2 separate regions of the Oryctolagus cuniculus genome follow, and region 1 is linked to region 2. A link is a contact called in public Micro-C data. All regions are on one chromosome and are shown on one strand. The core of a region is the stretch at or near the end of the contact, and the rest is flanking DNA. Distances in the headings are between cores, read along the strand shown.

The links. A called contact is a pair of places that touch in the nucleus more often than the background predicts.
Region 1: a Micro-C map of ear pinna shows a contact between it and region 2, with 4 times the contacts expected there. The contact joins two enhancer-like sites. A contact is called at or near these places in 4 of 6 Hi-C or Micro-C datasets (ear pinna, psoas muscle, skin fibroblasts and 1 more).

Annotation. Positions count from the first base shown.
Region 1 is chr1:54,179,094-54,185,734 of mOryCun1.1, forward strand. No RefSeq gene overlaps it. Among named protein-coding and RNA genes, the nearest start is that of DKK3, 32 kb to the right of the region's middle. Within about 2 kb of position 2,753, at least 2 of the 8 cell types and tissues checked have an H3K27ac peak or open chromatin away from gene starts, as enhancers often do. A contact at or near this core is called in ear pinna, where this site is marked.
Region 2 is chr1:53,957,138-53,963,604 of mOryCun1.1, forward strand. MICAL2 (microtubule associated monooxygenase, calponin and LIM domain containing 2) reads right to left here. Exons shown (of 36, transcript XM_070073245.1): 28 at 3,595-3,666. Among named protein-coding and RNA genes, the nearest start is that of PARVA, 72 kb to the left of the region's middle. Within about 2 kb of position 3,559, at least 2 of the 8 cell types and tissues checked have an H3K27ac peak or open chromatin away from gene starts, as enhancers often do. A contact at or near this core is called in ear pinna, where this site is marked.

The sequences.
Region 1 (6,641 bases), core at 1,503-4,002, 220 kb after region 2:
TTCCCCAGAGCCCCAGTGCAGTTCAGCCTCACTGCCCACGGGAGGGACTTGTCCGATGAGTCGTCCTGTGGTCTCCCTCGATTTCTCACATCTCTGTCTCTGCTCCTCTTTCAGTACCCTTTGGAATTGCCTCAAAAATAAACTACCTGCATGCAAATTTTTGTCTCAGGTGTTACTTCGAGGAAAAACAACCTAAGACTCATTATCAGAGCCTGGCTCTAAAAGGTTAGGCCTCACGTGTGGTCTGACCCTACTGTTTGCCACAACACAGACAAACCCAGAGGGCGCATGCTCAGTGAAATGATCCAGGCACAGAAAGCCAAGTCCTGTGTGATCTCGCTCCTCTGTGGAGTCTTAGAGATAAAATTCACAGACGCAGAGAACAGGCCGTGGCGGCTGGGGCTGGGGCAGGTGGGCAGATGCTTCAGGCAGGCAGGACAAACACAATCTGCCAGTGTGTGTGCTGGAGCAGGGCGACTGCAGTTCATTCTAGTGCAGTCTACTGACGTTGTTAGGAGAGTAGATCCTAAAGCTTCTCAGTACACACACACACACACACACACACACAGTGTGGTGGTGCACATAAGTGTCCCTGAGCTTACTTGTTGGATCACAGTGTAGCAAAATCATTACATCATATTACAGCCTTTGCTATATACCTTAAATACACATAATTTTTATTTCTTATACCTCAATAAACCTAGGAGAATCAACCTAAGAGATCATGCTTTTCATTTCGAGGGTGGGATACAATATCTGCCGTAACTTTAAAAGCTACTGTCAGATTTTACAGACAAGCCTCTGTGCACTGTGCCCGCCCTCGGCTCCCGGACTGACCGTGAGGAACGCGGGCAGGAGAGCCAGGGCAGCTGGCCTTTGGCCACTCGTTCTCCTGATGGACGTTGCTAGGGCAAACATCCTTTCGGCAACACCTGGGCACGATTTCTCTAAAGCACAGAGTCCCTACAGCTCAGTGCCTGGGGCAAAGGCCAGGCGCTTCTGTGACACACCGCCCTGCAGAGAGGCTTCCCAAGTTCTCTCCCACCTCTCCCAGGGAGTGCATCCTCTGCTCCACCAGTGGCCAGCTGAGGACGCGGAAGGGCAGGCTGCAGGCAACATCAATGCCACCCAGCGGCACAGGTCTGAGCCCAGCCCCTGGGGAAGAAACCGAGAGGAATAGGGCCAGGGCTCGGTCGGGCTCTAGCTACTCCATGAGGTGGGAACTTTGGCCAGGGAAGTAGAAGGCAAGTCTTCATAGCCCAGGTGAGGGCATTTTGGCGAGCCAGGGCAGGGCCCAGCTGGCCCACTGGGTATCTTTGTGCAAATAGGAGAAACATGTCTTTCCCTCGAGTTAAAAAAGAAGGGTCACGTTAGCACAAACAGCCCTGGTGCGACACACACACACACACACACACACACCCGTGTGGCACCCCTGTGGCCAGCAGCATGCACACCCAAGTGCCGCGCCCCACCCCCAGCAGACTTCCCGTGAGATGACCACTGCAGGTCCAAAGTCTGAGAGCCCTATGAATCAGGCCTTAAATGGCAGTAGGTACCTGCTGTGCAGGAGGGTGGGACAGCATGCACACGTGTGTGCCAGAGTTTGTGCGCGGCCCTGGTGCCACCGTGGATTCAGGTCCCAGGGAGCTCCCCCCAGCCACCCATCAGGTGGCTTGGAGTCTCTGCCACCCACTGGGCTCCGACATAAATTAAGATGCCTATTATGTGCCATGCAGTGCCTTCGAGCAGTGTACAACCTAAGATCCCAAACATGGGCCACAGGCACCATCGCTTCCAGGTCTTTGAGCTGCACCCTGAGTAGCGGACCCCGCCTGCATGGTGCAGCTCCTCAAGGCCTCCCTCCCCTGCTCAGCGAAGGCTCAGGGGTGGAGCAGGGACTTCAGCAACCAGAACAGGGATGGGCAGGTGAGGCAGAGCCCTGCCCAAGCCTCAGCCATCTCCTGAGGAGGCTCCCTGGGCTCAGCCTGCCAATTAAAGGCCAAAGATCAAAGAGGAAGGCTTCAGCAAGGAGCCCAGTGGCCTCCCACAGGAGGATTCTCCGTGTTCCTCATTAGGCGTGACCAAGAGCTGGTAATCACTATGGAAACCTGGAGCTCCTAGAGCAGCCGCCCAGCCTGGCTTTCACCCGCCACGGACTTGGACCAGTCATAGTTCCTCACGTCCCCACCCACGGGGATCTGGGCACATGCTAATTGCCCCAGACTTTGGCCGCAGACCGCACCACTCCCCTGGGCCAGATACCGCGCACCTGCCTCCTCCCTAGCCCAGGAGCCTGTGCACCTTGGCTGTGTGCTTCAGCCCCACCCTGCAGGCCCCTGGCAGGCAGAGGGGTACAAGGAGCAGAGGTGGCCACGGCCAGAGGGGCCCTGCACCCCATGCTGGGCGCTCCCCGCCCCACCAGTGAGGGGAAGGAAGCACCCCATGCCACACCGTATGTGCCACAATTCCTCATGCCCCGTCTCCCGCGGTGAGAAGGTAAGCTCCACAAGGAAGGGTTTGCAGCCACAGCGTGTGGCTGCTGTAACAAATTCCTGCAAACTCAGAGCCTCGAAACGACAAAATTTATGATCCCCCCGTTCTCAAGGTCAGAAATCTCACTGGATTAAGTCAAAGGCAGGGCCATGTTTCTCCCTGGAGGCCGCCAGGAGGCTCTGTTTCCGTGCCCTTTCCAGCTGCCACCGGCCACCTGTCTGCCTCGGCTTGGGGCCAAGACTCCCGTTGCTCCAGCCTCGGCTTCTACCAGCTCAGCTCCTCTCACCCTGCCTCGCCTGCCCCTCTTCCCCTTTGAGGGACCCCTGTGGCTGCAGCCAGCGCACCTGGTTAAGCCAGGCTCACTTCTGGATCTTTGGGTCAGCTGCTAGGCAACTTAACTCCTGCTAGCCATGGACACGGCATATTCACGGATGCCAGGGCTGAGGGCGTGGGTTTTCTGTTCACCGCTGCACCCCCGGGGCCTCGAGCCGTGCCTGGCACACAGAGAACCCTAGCAAAGTCATGCCGAAGGGGTAAGTGGCCCAATGTGTGATTGAGTCATCCCCAGTAAGACTCACTTCCACAGCAAACGGTTGTCATGCTTACTAAATGCACGCCCTGTTGGAAGTGCCTTAGACAGATGATCTCATTGGATCCCCAGCACTTCTGCCAGGCCCATTGTATTCCTCTCTGCCTCAGGGCGTGTGTCCCGCCCTCGCTGAGCACCTTACACTTCTGATCTCACTCATCCTCATGGAGGAAGACCATTGTCAAGTTTCAGGCTCAATTTGGGGGTCCTGAGGGGCTCTGGGCTATGGGGGCACACTGCTCCTTTCTCACTGTTGATCAGACCAGGACCAATGCCCCCTAAAGAAACAAGGAATGCCAGTGTTCCCGCCTGGAGGTGGGCTTCTGCCTCCCAGGCCTTGCCACTGTGCCCACGCCTGCAGCCCGCCCCGCCCGTCATCTGGAGCTGGGCCTGACTGCTCTGCCCATAGAAGCCAGTCCCCCTCCCAGGGACAGGAACCCACCTCAAACCCCACTCAGGGCTCCAGGCGCATTTCTCTGATGGCCACTGTAGGGGCACACATGTGCCCATCCCCCAGCTGGGCCCTATCCACGTTTTGCCCATCCTGGAGCCATCTCCGTCTGCTGCCTCCGTGACACGTTGTCCCCTCAGCTCATCCCCCCTGCCTGCTCTTCAAGGCCATGGGCATACAGGCCGGCAGGAAGCCCCCAGCTCTGTCCTCGGCTTCCCTGCAGCTCCGCGGCAAGAATGCTGGTTGGACAGTGAGGCCTCGCTGGCCCCCCACTTGCATCTTGACCTTTGCAATCAAAGCCAAGAGGAGCGAAGCTGACCGGTGCCTGCCAGCACAGTGGGGCATCGCATTTTCTGTTCCTGCCAGCACATTTTTTTAGGTCAATGTCAGATCAGGGAAATCCAATACCGTATGTCCCAATGTTTTATTGGAAAACAGAGAAGTTGCTTTCCAAAATAAGTAGTGTTTACTAGCGAAGCCTATAGAAACCACCATCAGTGAACCTGCAGCCCTAGCTTCATTGCTGTGAACCCTGTAACCATGTCCATGTGCCTGGACGTGTGTGCATGTACATTTGCACAGGGGGTTAGTGTGTATCCATCAAGGGGCCGTGGGCCACGTGCACGTGTGTCTATGTGATTTTATATCTGGCCCTCTCTGTTTACACGCTCCCTCCCTTCCCTGTACCCCCCGGTCTCAGCCTTCACCCTGTTCTCTCCAAGCTGGCTGGGGATCTGGGACTCACGTCCTAATGCCCACCATCTGCCCCACCCCCCTCGGTGCAGACTTGCTGTGCAAGATCACCAAGCCCAGTGTCTGGTTACCCAGTTGGGCCCCAGCAATTTGAGCTCACGGGATGTTAGTGGCCCTGGAAATGGCACCGTGTGCTGCCCCAGCGAGGCCGTGGGTGGCACGTCTCACTGATGGGCACCTCGACCGCAGGATCTCCCCTGCCGAGCCCCCAACCACACTGCCAGCACAGTCCTAGATTCACCTCTTCCCTGGCCCAACCCCCACTGTCTGGCAGCCGCCCTCCTCTGTAGACTCAAGCAATTCAGCCCAGCTTCCAAGCCCGAGTGGTTTGCTTAGCAAAGTCGTCTCTCCCCTCCACGAAAGCCTCCCTCCCCACCTCTGTGCCTCCTTTTGCTCACGCCGTTCCTCTGCCTCGACACCATCCCCCGCTGCCTCTTCTCTCCCATCAGCCCTGCCAGTCAGACTCCTGGGCTGCCTTCAAGACCAGCCCACAGACCTCCTATGCCTCTCTCTGCAAGGCCTGCACCACCAGGTGGCGCACTGCCCTGGGTGTTGCCTAAGATTTGTCTTCTGGTTGCTTCCTGGCACGTTTTGCCTTCCCACCTACGTGGTGACCTCCATCCAGGCAAGAGTCAAGCCAAGGGGCTAGCATCGTGGCGTAGTGGGTTAAGCTGCTGCCTGCAACACCGGCATCCCATCTGAGTCCCTGCTCAAGTCCTAGCTGCTTCACTTTCCATCCAGCGCCCTGCTAATGTGCCTGGGGAGTGGCACAGGAGGACTCAAGTACTTGGGCTCCTGCCACCTACATGGTAGACCCGGATGCAGTTCCAGGCTCCTGGCTTCTGCCTGGGGCCATTTGCAGCCATTTGGGGAATGAAGCAGCAGATGAAAGATCAATTGATCTCTCTCCCTCTCTGTGTGTAACTCTGCCTTTCAAATAAGTAAATGCATCTTTAGGGAAAACAAAATGAATCAAGCCAAGCCCTGCAGTCCCTTTGAAGAAGCAGGATCCCAACACAGGTCTGCACACAGTGTAGAGTGGCAGGTGAGTGTCCAAAGAAAGACCAGAGGGGTGGTGGTGAGGCCAGGAAGCCTTAGGCACTGCAGGGTGGGGGGTGGACTGCACCTGCCCCAGCTCATTCAGCAACACCCACGGCGACATTCTCCCCACTTGACAGGTGAGAGAACTGAGGCTGTGAGAGGCTTCTCCCAGGCTGCAGAGGGGGAAGCAGCAAAGGCAGGGCCTCCCCCAGGGGCCTCCAGCAATGGCACCTGCGAAGGGCAGTGTGCGGTAAGCACAAGAACTCTCTGAGATCCTCAAGCACACCCGGTCCAGAAGCGCTCAGAGGAAGCTCTAAACTGAGGTCCAGCAGGGTCACTGATGACGCAAGAGTTCCTGTCCGTGTGGCCCAACATGGCAGCCGCTGGCCTCGTGTGGCCTCCGAGTGCGTGAGAGGCGGCTGGCATGACAAAGGAACTGGATTTTCACTTTCGCTTCATCTCACGCAGTTTACATTCAAATAGTCACTTGCAGCCAGCGGCTTCTGTGTTAAACAGTGCTTCCCGGCCATGCGCGCTTGTGTCAAGCCAGTACGGGAACTAGCACGTGAATTGGCTGCTGGCTGCCCAGGCGGCGGACTCAAGGGGTTCCACCCTCCTGGCCCACCCAGCCTCACTGAGGGTGAGAGAATCAACTTCTCCATTAACTCACAACCCATTCCAGGCACACCTGAGGAGTCTTACTGGTGGCCTCGCTTCCTGCTGGCTCCTGGCCTCTGAGGCCGGAACTCCAAAAGCACCACAATCATGAGAAATCCCAGCACAAGGAGGGTGCCCAGGACTTCATCAGCCCCCGCAGGGGGTCCTTCCCCTGTCCCCCATGGTTAGTGCCTGCTCCTGGGCAGGGACTAGGGTCTAAGCCACTCTGGGCAGTAGTGATGAACGGAGTCTGCCCGGCCTTCGGCTTTGAGGAGCCTGCTGACCTGATGGACTATTGTTGGAGAGCAGGACCCTGGCCACCACAACAGAATCCAGCCAGGACCACTCTGGCCCTGCAGGAGGGCAGCCCAGGCCACCAGGGCCATCTGCTATTGGCAGACCTTGGGCGCCCCCTGCTGGACCCTCAGAGGACGAGTGCAGCTGGGGAACTGTGTGTGTGTGTGTGTGTGTGTGTGTGTGTGTGTGTGGTGGGGTTGGGCTAGGCAGCTCAGGCACTGGGTGAGTCTGCAGTGGGGACCTTCCACAGTCCAGGAGCCTCGGCACCCGCCCCCCAATCCATTCACTCCTCATTCATCAACTGCGCCAGAGCCTGCATTACAGGGGGAAATCAGCCACAGGGGCTTGGTGGTGGCCATA
Region 2 (6,467 bases), core at 2,309-4,808:
AGACACAGGACCATCAGCGACAGGAGAAACGTTGGCTGCCAGAGAGGGGCTCTCCATGAGGTGCAGAGTTTGAGATGGGGAGAGGGTACGTGGGAGGTGACTGTGGAGTGGCGTCCACACTAAGCTGCACTGGCCAGGGAACAAACAGGAGGCAGGGGCAGGAGGAGCCTGACTGCAGACTGTGGGCAGCTGGGGTCATCTAGGCTGGGGAAGCCGGGCTCACGCAGGTGCACCTGGGAGGCCAGTCAGGCTCATGTGTGCGTTCTCCTTCCTCTTCCTCCCTCCTTCTTCCCGTTAAGTCTGGTCCCCTTACATGTAAAACCTCAGACTCTGTAAAACCTCTGTCTCCGTATTGGACCGTTTCGGATAATCGTCCTCAAATACATTCAGAAAAATGCCCTGCAGCGTCTGGTGTTGGCCGGGCTGGGCTTCAGGACTTGATCCTGGCCCAGGCACAGCCGCAGCCCACGCCAATGCTCCCACACTCTCCCTGGGGCCACTGAGCCCAACCAGCCCCATTCTTGCCTGTCCCTGACTCCGCCAACGTGGCCTTCGGGATTTAGCTCAATGCACTCAGCTGGCCTGTCTTCCCCAGGTTGTAGGAGAGAGCAGGGACCCACGCACAAGTCCCGCCCTGCGGGGACGACCAGGTCCTGCTTCCTGGTGCACCTCTGACCGTCTCTGAGGGTGGGTGCGGGTCTGGGGAGATGGCGAGCGCGCACACACACACACACACACACACACGGGGCAGGCAGCTCCCAGCCAGCCAGCAGCTCCCAGAGCGCTTCAGAGGGAGCGGTGACCCCAGGAACAGAGAGGCCACGGGCTGCCGGGAGCTGACGCCCGCCGGGGAGCTCGCTGGCTGCCTCCCGCCACACGCACCCCACCTCAGCCCACAGCTAGACAGCTGGAGCCTAAAAAGGCAAGAACTCTGAGTCACTCGTGGCCTTGCTTCCTGTCCTCCACAGGCCACATTCCTGCCACATACCTTCTCCCCCTCTTCCTCGCCCCCTCACTCTCCTCTCTGCCACCTTCCGACTCTGACTCCCTAACTTGTCTCCTCCGCTCCACGGACACCTTGGAACCAAACCCTGGGGGCCTAGCCAGCAAAGCCTTAGGTTCATAGGTCATGACCCGGAAGCAGTTCGCCCGGGTCTCCTTCCTCTAATACCTGCCCACCCCGGCTGTGAGGGTGGACCCCTCCCTCCACGTGGGCCTCACGCCCCCAGGCTAAGCTGCTGCGTGGAAGCTGGGGGACAGGCTGGGGTTGGGGGGGCCCCGGAAGGCTTGGCCCAGCTGAGAGTCATGGGAGTCTCACCAGCCCCCGGGGCAGGTGGTGTCTTGGGCTCCCCCACACTCACTCAGCCAGCTGCCCGACACCTAGCAATTCCGTGACCCCCAGCTTCTCACGCAAGAAACTGGGGCACTGGGGCTGCTTCACGGGTGATTGAGGGAGCGGCTCCGGATCATAACAGGGGCCCAGCTGAGTAGGCGCCACGTGTTTGCCAGCTGTGACTGGCACCTCCCTAACCTCCCCTCAGGCGCACTCGCTGTGTCACGGGAACACGCTGCTGGGACCCCAGCCCGATCCACAAAGGGGGCCGCACCCCCACCCCAGCCACGGCCTCTCCAAGCCTGGGTTCCAGTAACTCTGCCTCAGATCCTCCTCCAGGGGCTGGAAACCTTGGCAACGCCACAGCCAGGGCTGCCCTGCCCACTGCTGGGGTTCCCGTCCAAGTGTCACTGGCCCCCAGCGTCCTTGTGTGTGAAGCCAGCTGATGAGCAGGCCAGAACCTGGGTTACAGCCTCCAGACCCCTGGACCAGTTCCTGTCCCACCTCTGCTCTGAGACCTCTGGCACTGGCTACCTTTCTCCTAGATCCCAAAGGTCACTGTGGCCAGTAGGGTCAGCTGGGGGAGGGTGCTGAGGGCTATGACACCGCTCCCTCCAACTACCCTCCAGCCTGGAGTGTGGAGCAGAAGTGGCCGTGATGGGGCAGTGATGGATGGTGGACTGATGCCCCCAGGGTCTGCTCCCTTTTATAGGACCAGCCCTGCCCCTTGGGGGGTCTCCTTTTGGGCACAAAGAAGATAACAAAAACAGATGTCTTTGGTGGCCCTCAGCCCAGGGGATTCTTACCAGGACTGGGATTCCAGGGGGCAGCCTCCCAGAATTTGGAAGCCAGGCCAGGCTCAAATCCCTTCTCGAAGTCTTGGAGCGCCCTCTAGGGGCAGCAGCTGGAAAGTCTGACTCTATCTGCTAGGTTTGCACTCAGTCCAGCCAGCTTATTCCTTGATTCAATTGTGTCCAATGTCCAATTACCATCCATCCATCCATCCACTCTTCCTTCCTTCATCCCTGCCTCCCTCCATCCCTCCTTCCTTCCTGTCTTCCCATTCGTCCATTCATCCATCTACCCAACCAGCCAGCAAACAAGGACAAGGGGGTACCTCCTCTGGGCCATAGCATGCTGGACACCAGACCCATAGAAAGATTCAACCTCATGTCCTGCCCTCAACCCAGACTTCTTAAGCACTTGGGGGACCATGGACCTAAGGCCCCCAGGCCCATCCTAGAAGCTACGCTGCTGTTCCCAGTGTACTCCTCCACAGCCCCCCACTGGTGGCCCACACACTGCTACCGTGGGCTGGGAGTTTTGGGATGGATGGGGCACCTACACAGACCCGCCCTGAGCAGCAGGATGCTGGGGACTGGAGAAGTGCAGGGCAGTAAAAGAGTTAACCACGTGTGGGGAAAGTCAACTCTCCATGCCCTCTTGCTCTCTCTCTCTTGCTGCCTGGGGCCGGCCAGGCAAGTCAAGGGCCACTTAGGTTGTCCCCAGATCTGCCCAGGTGTGTAACCCTGGGGCCAGCTCCCAAGGTGCCTCCGCCCCAGCCTGTCCCGGTGAGGAGGCCCATGGGGCTGGGCCTTGGGGGAGTGACTCACTGGCCGCTGGTCCTACAGGGAGCCCAGAGAGGGAGAGGAGGCTGGGGGGGAGGGAGGGGAACAGGATGGAGTCCTGGAGGGAATTCCAGCTCTGTAACCTCGGGCAGCCAGCAGAATGGGAGCCAGCCCCAGGTGTGGAGCAACCACGCGCGTAGTCAACACGCCCCCTCGTGGGCACCTGCTGTCTTAGCTGCTGCCGGATGCTGACCCAGCTCTGACCATTCATGGGATGTTGGTACCAAGGCGTGTGTGTGTGCATGTGTGGCCATCTTCATGGCTTTGCTCGAAACTGCATGAGGCCATTAAGTTGATGCCCCACCCCCCCAACCCAGGGCACAGAATCCAGTCAGAGTCCCTCAACCTCAGTTTCCTTCTCTTTGCCTTGCAGAGCTGGGTGCCTACAACCGACCGCTGTGGCCCCTTCTGGGTGCGGCTGTAGAACCCTACGGCTCCCCAATTCCCAGGGGGTGGCAGAGCACAGAAATGGGTGTGCTTTGTCAGTCAGCAACGGAAGTCCAGTCAACCATACTTCTCTTTTCTTGCCCCCTCTGCTCCAGGAAGGCCCGACAGGGAAGACACCATGTAAGGAATGAGAGCAGTGCCTGGGAGAATTAGCCAGAGCCCAGCCCCCGACAGCTCCTGACTCACTGGACTGGAATGTTCTCCAGTGTGGCTGTTGGCTTGGCGTTGAAGACTGGAAGCTTCTGGCCCGATGCAGAGCTGTGGGGTGGGGAAGAAGGGGGAGGGCAAGAGTCTGTTAATTGTGTGGCAGAAACAGGGATTTTTCTGCTGAAGCCGGTTTATCGACAATCAAGAGACAGTGACTCCAACGGACTGAACCCCTTCCTCCCCTGGGGGAGCCCTCCTGATCCCCTGCACCTCCCACCTCCTCCTCCTCTACTCATCACTTGTTTATGACCATGGGACAGGGCTGACCTGGGTCAGCAGAAACGTCTCCGTGTGAGCCACCCTTCTAGTTAGTGATCGATAGTGACCGTCTCACATGCATGCATGAACTCTGCAGACATAGTCTGCATGCACACAGGGGTACATATGTATATGACATGCATGGATGCACTTTCATTCATTTTTTTTTTTTTTTGACAGGCAGAGTGGACAGTGAGAGAGAGACAGAGAGAAAGGTCTTCCTTTGCCGTTGGTTCACCCTCCAATGGCTGCCGCGGCCGGCGTGCTGCGGCCGGCGCACTGCGCTGATCCGATGGCAGGAGCCAGGTACTTATCCTGGTCTCCCATGGGGTGCAGGGCCCAAGCACTTGGGCCATCCTCCACTGCACTCCCTGGCCACAGCAGAGAGCTGGCCTGGAAGAGGGGCAACCGGGACAGAATCCGGTGCCCCGACCGGGACTAGAACCTGGTGTGCCAGCGCCGCAAGGCGGAGGATTAGCCTAGTGAGCCGCGGCGCCGGCCCATTCATTTCTACTAGAATGGTTCGTTTAAGCTGAGGCGTCTTAAAAAGCTCACGGAAAATGCAGATGATGAAATAATCTATGAATGGTTTGAAAAATTTTTTACAACAAAATAAGCTTATCTTTCAATTCTGTTTTTCCACGAAGCCTTTTCTTTTAAAGGTCAACAGGACTCACACTGGCGCTCCAGCATGGGGCTGCTGGCTCGCAGGCGGGGGCTTCCTACTGTGCCACAACGCCAGCCCCTTTCATGACCCCTTCAGTGCCCTCCTGTGCTGCAGATAAAACTGGGGCAGCTCCGATGGAAGCCAGGAAATCGTACAAAGTTCCACCTTCTGCGGCATAGCGGGTAAAGCCGCTACCTGCAGTGCCAGTATATGGGCGCCGGTTCGAGCCCAGGCTGCTCCACTTCCGATCCAGCTCTCTGCTGTGGCCTGGGAAAGCAGTAGAAGATGGCCCAAGTGCTTGGGTCCCTGCATCCATGTGGGAGACCTGGAAGAAGCTCCTGGCTCCTGGCTTTGGATCAGCCCAGCTCTGGCCATTGCAGCTATTTGGGGAGTGAACCAGCAGATGGAAGACCTCTCTGCCTCCGTCTCTCCATAACACTGCCATTCAAATAAATAGATAAAATCTTCTTAAAAAAGAAAAGAAAGTCCTCCTCCTGCCTCCTCTTCTCCCAAAGACTGGCAAACCTTTTGGACACCACTTGTCACTGAGCCTCTGGACTGTCCACTGCAGTGACCTCTGCCCTCGGTTTACATGGAAACGTGTTTTGTCCAACACCGGGCACTTGGTACAAAAGGCCTGTCTGCCCAGCCGGGACTTTAGAAGTGGCTGAGCAGACTGACCATCACATGCAGAGGATGCTGGACCTCGGCCATTGGTGGGGGGGACCTCGGCCATTAAGGGCATGGGGGATGGGCAGTGGGACCCAACACACGCTGTGCCCAGGCAGGGCCTCAGATTCCTGCTCTGGCTCCAGGTCCCTGTGCCTCCATCACAGCCAGGGAGAGAGGCCGAGGGAGAAACATATCTGAGTGCCCACTCAATGGGGCCAGGAGGGGACGGAGAGCAACACCAGGAGTGACGGGTGGAGGATAGGGCTGGAAGTTTGAAGCAGGACTCCTGGCCTGTCCCATGCTCTCTCTCATTCTCCCCGCCTCCTCCTCACTCTACCGTGGAGCACAGGTGTAACCAGTACCTGGCTCCTGCTCCCTCTCTTACTCCAAGTGTGCTTGCTGTGTCTTGTGGGTTCCCGGTCCCACTGACCTGCTCCGAGTCAAGCTCAGGGACGTGAGGAGCAGCCTTGTGCAGATGGGCACCCAGCACGGTCTCCCCGTGTCCCCATTGCACGGGGACCACTCACTTGTGGCGCCTGTCCACTCGCTCCCGACCCAGGGCTGGGACAGATCTCCATGCAGCACCCGGAATGCAGACTCCTGGACACCATCAGGGCCAGCTCCAGCCTCCTCCCCTAAGCTTGCGGCATCCTCGCCCTGGCTTCTGATAGCCAACCAACCACTCACTGGGGCTCCAGTAGGGCACAGCTGGCCCTACAAGGTTCTAATCACTGCACTCATGAGCTCATTGGCTTCTGCAACAGATAACACCTGGATGGCTGGGATTGTCTCCTGGGGCTGCTTCTCCAAGAATTACAGGTCTGGGGCGGAAAGTTACTACCACCTGCTTGTACCCCAGACTGGCTGCAGCTCACCAGACCATCACAGAAGTTATCTAAAGAATATGGTGTCACTGACCAATCCAAGCAAGACCACAAGCACCGCAGCCAACCAGGAACTTAGACATGAGCTGAACACGCTCCTCCCAGCCCCAGCTTCTGTCTGTAAGAACCGTCCCTCTTATCTCCTGGGGAGCCCAGGGGTGAAGGGGGAGCCAGCCAGCTCCTCGCTCCGTGTGCCCTTGGTGAAGCAGCTGACATCAGTGATGGGCTCGGGGGTTCCATGTAGTGCTCCCCAAGCTGTCCAGGCCTGGTGCTTTGCATAAGGAACAAGCAGGCCTTAAGCACAGCTGATCCTGCTGAGCAGAGTTAACTTACTAAGCACGCAATGAAGACATTTCTCGAGAAAAAATCTA